2 separate regions of the Mus musculus genome follow, and region 1 is linked to region 2. A link is a contact called in public Hi-C data. All regions are on one chromosome and are shown on one strand. The core of a region is the stretch at or near the end of the contact, and the rest is flanking DNA. Distances in the headings are between cores, read along the strand shown.

Region 1 (2,700 bases), core at 101-2,600, 140 kb after region 2:
TTGGGTATTTTTGTGGAGGGGTGGCTTCAACAAAATCAAGCTACCTTAGGCTAGAGAGATATGGCTCTGAGGTTAAGAGTACAGACTGCTCTTGCACAGGACAGATACCAGCATTCACATGTGGCCCACAACTACCTGTAACTTCAGTTCCAGGGCATCCAATGCCCTCTTCTGGCTTCCATGGGCACCAGGCACACACATGGTATACATACATGTAGACAATATACACATAAAAAGTAAATCATTTTAATTGGGCCATCTACACTGCTAAAGCAGTTTCTTCTTGTGGTAGGGGAGGGGCCCTTTCACCTTAGCTGAGCCATCTCAGGAACTGTCTCCACATTCATAAGCAGCAGAACAGAGATGTTATCAATACACCTGGCCTCAGTAAAGGTGGCCCAGATGCAGCTGGCAACGACGAGATCCCGCTAAGACTACAGTCATGCCATTACAGCTTCCCGGGGTCCCCAAGTGATTAAAACAAACCACAGCTCACGTCCATAGCACATCCTTTTGAAAACAAAGAGGAGAAATGACCAACGGGAATCATGTGTCCCTTCCTCTTTCCAAGGGCACAGCACCCAGAATAGCTTCCTGATGACACAGCAGGCTGAAACCTTTGAAAGCACTAAATTTTCTGGAAGGAAACAACAGGGGAAAAACAAGTCTGATGCTGTCTTTAACTCTTAGACCTTAACAAGGCACAGGGCCACAATAAAACTGACGTGCAGCTTCTGTTTCGGGCCCTTTCCTCTTGGAGCCTCTGTGGACTAAGCGCCTGTCCATGCTGCACGTGTGTCTGCTCCCACTTACTGATGCTAGTGTTGTAAGTGCTCGCATACATTCTTAAATTGCTTCCTTCTGAAGGGGGGGGGCTTCTATAGGATAGCTTTCGTGCTAGTTTTTTTTTTTTTTTTTAAGAATTCTAAAAAGAGCTGGGCGTTGGTGGCGCACGCCTTTAGTCCCAGCACTTGGAAAAAATTCTAGAAAGATAAGCTAACACCATTCTGCATCTGTAAGCTTGTTTTATTTGAGAGTCTCATCAACATTTCTCCCTTTGTGGTACAGATGGTGAAACCATCATGTAATCTGGTTATGTTACTATGTGACAATGTAAAATTAGTAACAGGGCCAAGAAAAGAACCTTTGTTATCAAGGCACAAGCAGTTTAACCACTGAATGACAGCACCACTAATCTGGTAGCTATTTTGGTCACCAGCCTGGGAAACTTGCACTTTGTTTTTAACAAAACATTCTGGCATGAATCCCAAACTTGTGAATGGAACACTGGGTAGTTCAGTGCTACAAATGAACATAAAGAACACCAAGATGGGATGCAGTCTCCTGAGAGATAATATATTTAGCTGCACCCTGCTTGTTGGGTGGGGCAGCCAGGCACAGGATAGTGTGAGGGAGACAGCAGGTTCAGAGCTGGAGCTCAGCGCCGAGGGCTGAGCTGAGTGTCAAGGTGCATGGGTGACAAGAGACTGCTTCAAGGAAATGGGGGTGGGGTGGGGGGCACAAGAGTACACACAATGACTCTATCTTTAGAACCCTGTAATGGGCAAGGGACATGGCTCAGCAGGTGAGGGTACTGGCTACATCTAATGATCTGAGTTCCATCCCTAGGACCCACATGGTGGAAGGACAGATCTGAGTCCTGAAAGTTGCCCACTGATCTTCACATACATGTACATAAATAAATAAATATCATTTTTTAAAAAATGTTTAATCCAAGAAGAAATTCAGGTACAGAAACTGAAAGAATGGTCGCAGACTCAGGACAATGCTTCCTGTGGCATCATAAGATAATACCATGCAAATCAAGAAGCGACGGTGGTCAACAGCACTGCATTTATTAACCAAGGGAGAAATGGGTCTTCAATTAGATAACATGGATGCCATTTTCTTCTTTGTTTTTTTGAGATAAGTCTCTCTGTGCAGCTCTGGCTGTCCTGGAACTCACTCTGTAGACCAGGCTGGCCAGGAACTCACAGAGATCATACTGCCTCTGCCTCCCGAGTGTTGGGATTAAAGGGATGGCATTTTCTTAAAAAGCATTGCAAGATCTCCAGTGGTAAGGAAGATAATAAGATTTCACTGAATCAAGTTATCTTCAAAATTTCAATGTTCTTAATTATATATATCACAGGACAATATGCAACAGGGAAACAATTTATTAATCACTTTAAATTTTTATTAATTAATTTTGTACGTTTGTGCACACATACATGCTATGGTGTCTATGTGGCAGTCAGAGACAATTAGCAGTTAGTTCTCTTCTTCTGTCAAGTGTGTCTGAGGAAAATGGACTCAGGTTGTTAGGTGTGGAGACACATGCCTTTACCTGCCGAGCACCTCACTGGTTACATGTCACAAGCTATGTAAGACAAATTTATACTCTGCCTTATTTACTGTTCTATAGCTCTTCTTTATAACTACTACCCTTATTTATACAGATGAGACTATGACTTGGCTGATAAAAATGGTTCCTAGTGGCCAGAGAGATGGTTCAGTTGTTAAGAGTACTGGCTCTCTTCCAGTGGACATGGGTTTAATTCTAGCACCCAGTTACAAGCATCTGTTAACTAGTCCTGGGGATCTGATACCCTCCTCTGGTCTCTGCGGCACCAGGCATCAGGCAGCATACAGATAAGCCTTCAGGCAAATTACCATAAATATAAATAAGTAAATAATGTA
Region 2 (2,700 bases), core at 146-2,645:
GAGGGACCAGCTCCAGGAACTCCTTCTTCCTCAGAGTGGTTATGTGGAACTCAGGGAGGCGCTGAAGCAAAGCAGTGACGGAATGACTTGGAACGGGGCGCTAACCCTGTGGGGCTTGGCGTATTTGCTTTGCCAACATCTTATTGTTGTTAGTATACAGGCCATTCCACTGGCCTGTTCTCAGGGACCTAGTTACTTAAGTCATCGCCTGCCACTGCCAGGAGTGCCAGGTGTGTGCTGTGGATAAAAGGGCCCCCAGTCACCCCAGGTCTCTCCCCCTCTCCTCTTCCTCTCCCAGTTGTGCCTTTCTTAGGGGTACATTTTAGTATGGGCCTGCCAAAGGCATCCCTCCCTACACATATCTTTTATCATAACCATTGTCACACACCTGTACTTTGCTTACTCTGTTTCCATACCTAGAACACTCTTCCTCTATCCTTTATACCTATCTGATAGAGGATTTGTAAGCCGTATTCCTCCTTGTATGTGTGTCCACGTGTGTGTGTGTGCAAAAATGTGTGTGTGGTGGTCAGGGGTAAACCTTGAGTGTCCCTCTTCAGGAACTGCCCACTTTTTAAAAAAGCGTTTTGTTTTATGTATTTGTTTCTGAAGGTACGTACATATGTGTATGTAGCTTTGGATCTTCTGATCCCGGAGCTACATTTAGTTGTGAGCTGCCATGTGTGTGGGAGGTGGTGGCACTCAAACCCAGGTCCTCTGGAAGGACAGTCAGTGTTCTTAACTGTTGAGCTGTCTCTCCAGCCCTTCACTTTGTGTTTCTGAGACAGGGTCATTCACTAGCCTGGGACTCACCAGTTAGGCTAGGCCAAGTGGCCAGCAAGCCCAGGGCTCCTCTAGTTACTGCCTCCTCAGCACTGGGGTTACCAGGCCTGGTTTCTTTCTTTTTCTTTCTTTTTCTAAGGTGGGTTCTGGGGTTGAATGGCGAGCACTTGACTGCAGAGTCAGTCACCTCTGCAGCTCTCCGTATTCCTCTTAGGGAAAGACAGGGCCCTCTGTCCTCTGGCTTGGAAGTTAGATAGAAGCAGAATAAAGTCTTTTTTTTTTTTGCTTTTGGTTTTTCGAGACAGGCTGTCTCTGTGTAGCCCTGGCTGTCCTGGAACTCACTCTGTAGACCTGGCTGGCCTAGAACTCAGAAATCTGTCTGCCTCTGCCTCCCAAGTGCTGGGATTAAAGGTGTGCGCTACCACTGCCAGGCTAGAATAAAGTCTTGATTCTGCCGCTGCTACACGACTTTGGTTGTATAGATCATTTTTCATCCTCTGCCTTGATCTCTTTGTGTTTTTTCCAGATCCTTATGTAGACAGAAGTCTAGCACCTCCAGAGCTTAGTACATGCTAACTTGCTCACAGCACCCATCTCCACCCGCTGCCTGGCTAGCTCCTCCTGGCTGTGTCCGGCCTAGGTCCCTGTGCTCACACTACCCACCGCTCAGTAAGCACCCCTGCCTTGAGACCCTAAAACACTAACTAGTTCTTTCTAATGCTTACTGCCGTTATTAGGACATGTTTGTCTTCCCATGTCATCGCCGAGCCAGACGGGTGGGAGTGGACACTGCCTTTACTTCTGTTTCTAATTCTGTCTCTGGGCAGAGGCACAGCTTGAGCAAAAGAAGCGCTGGCTACCCTTCCTGTTTGATTTTAGCATCTGCACAACAGGCTAGCTACACCCACCACAGGATTTCCAACAAGAAGAGATAATTGGTCGCAGGAAAGAAAGGAAGGAAGCTGGAAAGTTCTTCTTTCCCAGCTTTCACGGTGCTGGAGGGGCCCATGTGAGACAGCAGGGGATAGCAGAGCCAGCGTGCTACATGCCAACCTGCCTGGAAGGTGAGCCTCCTGGTGCAATAGTGGGGTACCTGTTATGAGGTCACATAGCTTCCAGATGGGCTTTGAGGCCCGCTCCACAGGAAGGAAATCATGTCAATCACTGTAATTTTGGTTAACCCTTTCCTGACCCCTTCCTCTCCCCCATGCCCACTCCCATCTCCACTTTTCTGTCCCTAGTATTCTCTACTTTATTTTCACATGACACGTCTTCAAGTATTGACCCCCTTACGAACGCCACCACCACCTCGTCACCCCCTTTCTAGGTCTCTGACCTCTACTCCAACGTAAACACACAGATCTCAAAATTAGAAGCTAGAATCCACCCATGAGAGAGAAGACGTGGCCTTTGTCTGTCTTAGCCTGAGGTTACCTTACTTAACAGTTTACAGCTCCATTCATTATCATACAAATGTCATGCTTCCTTACAGCTGAATCATTGTGTATATGGATGTGTTTAGTATCTTTTTAAAAATTATCTAAGTGTAGGACCATGAAAGTCAGACTGTTTTCTGGTTGAGCTAGGTTTAAAACCCCAGTGACCCTGTAGGTGACCCCGCAGGGTCTCGTGCAAGGGATGGTAGGCGTTTTTTTGCTATGATACTAGACACCAGGCTCCTGACACGAGGCTGTAGCTCTCCACTCCATAGGTCTGTGGCCATCAATCACGCAAGGGCAGCGCCTCAAGCCGGTCTACAGGTAGAGGACTTGACCACAGATCCCGTAGCCACAAGACAGATCTCCATTTTAATGAGGTACCTAAAGACCTGGAGGCGTAGCCAATAAACTCTCCTTCCCAGACACTCCTCCCTGCAAAAGGTATTTAACCTCAGGCCTGCCCTGAGAAAATGGGGTT

What was found. Hi-C and Micro-C count contacts between places; a contact is called where the count stands out from the background.
Region 1: a Hi-C map of cerebral cortex shows a contact between it and region 2, with 1.9 times the contacts expected there. The contact joins two enhancer-like sites. A contact is called at or near these places in 2 of 484 Hi-C or Micro-C datasets (the G1E-ER4 cell line and cerebral cortex), 5 of 115 datasets of contacts at active chromatin or transcription factors (the SCID.adh cell line, double positive thymocytes, embryonic stem cells and 2 more) and 1 of 9 other capture datasets (embryonic stem cells).

The regions. Positions count from the first base shown.
Region 1 is chr16:32,853,066-32,855,765 of GRCm38.p6, forward strand. All of the region lies in intron 2 of Rubcn (RUN domain and cysteine-rich domain containing, Beclin 1-interacting protein), which reads right to left. Among named protein-coding and RNA genes, the nearest start is that of Rubcn, 14 kb to the right of the region's middle. RefSeq lists an enhancer at 1-2,700. Within about 2 kb of position 1,351, at least 64 of the 459 cell types and tissues checked have an H3K27ac peak or open chromatin away from gene starts, as enhancers often do. A contact at or near this core is called in cerebral cortex, where this site is marked.
Region 2 is chr16:32,709,231-32,711,930 of GRCm38.p6, forward strand. No RefSeq gene overlaps it. Among named protein-coding and RNA genes, the nearest start is that of Gm34766, 12 kb to the left of the region's middle. Within about 2 kb of position 1,396, at least 12 of the 459 cell types and tissues checked have an H3K27ac peak or open chromatin away from gene starts, as enhancers often do. A contact at or near this core is called in cerebral cortex, where this site is marked.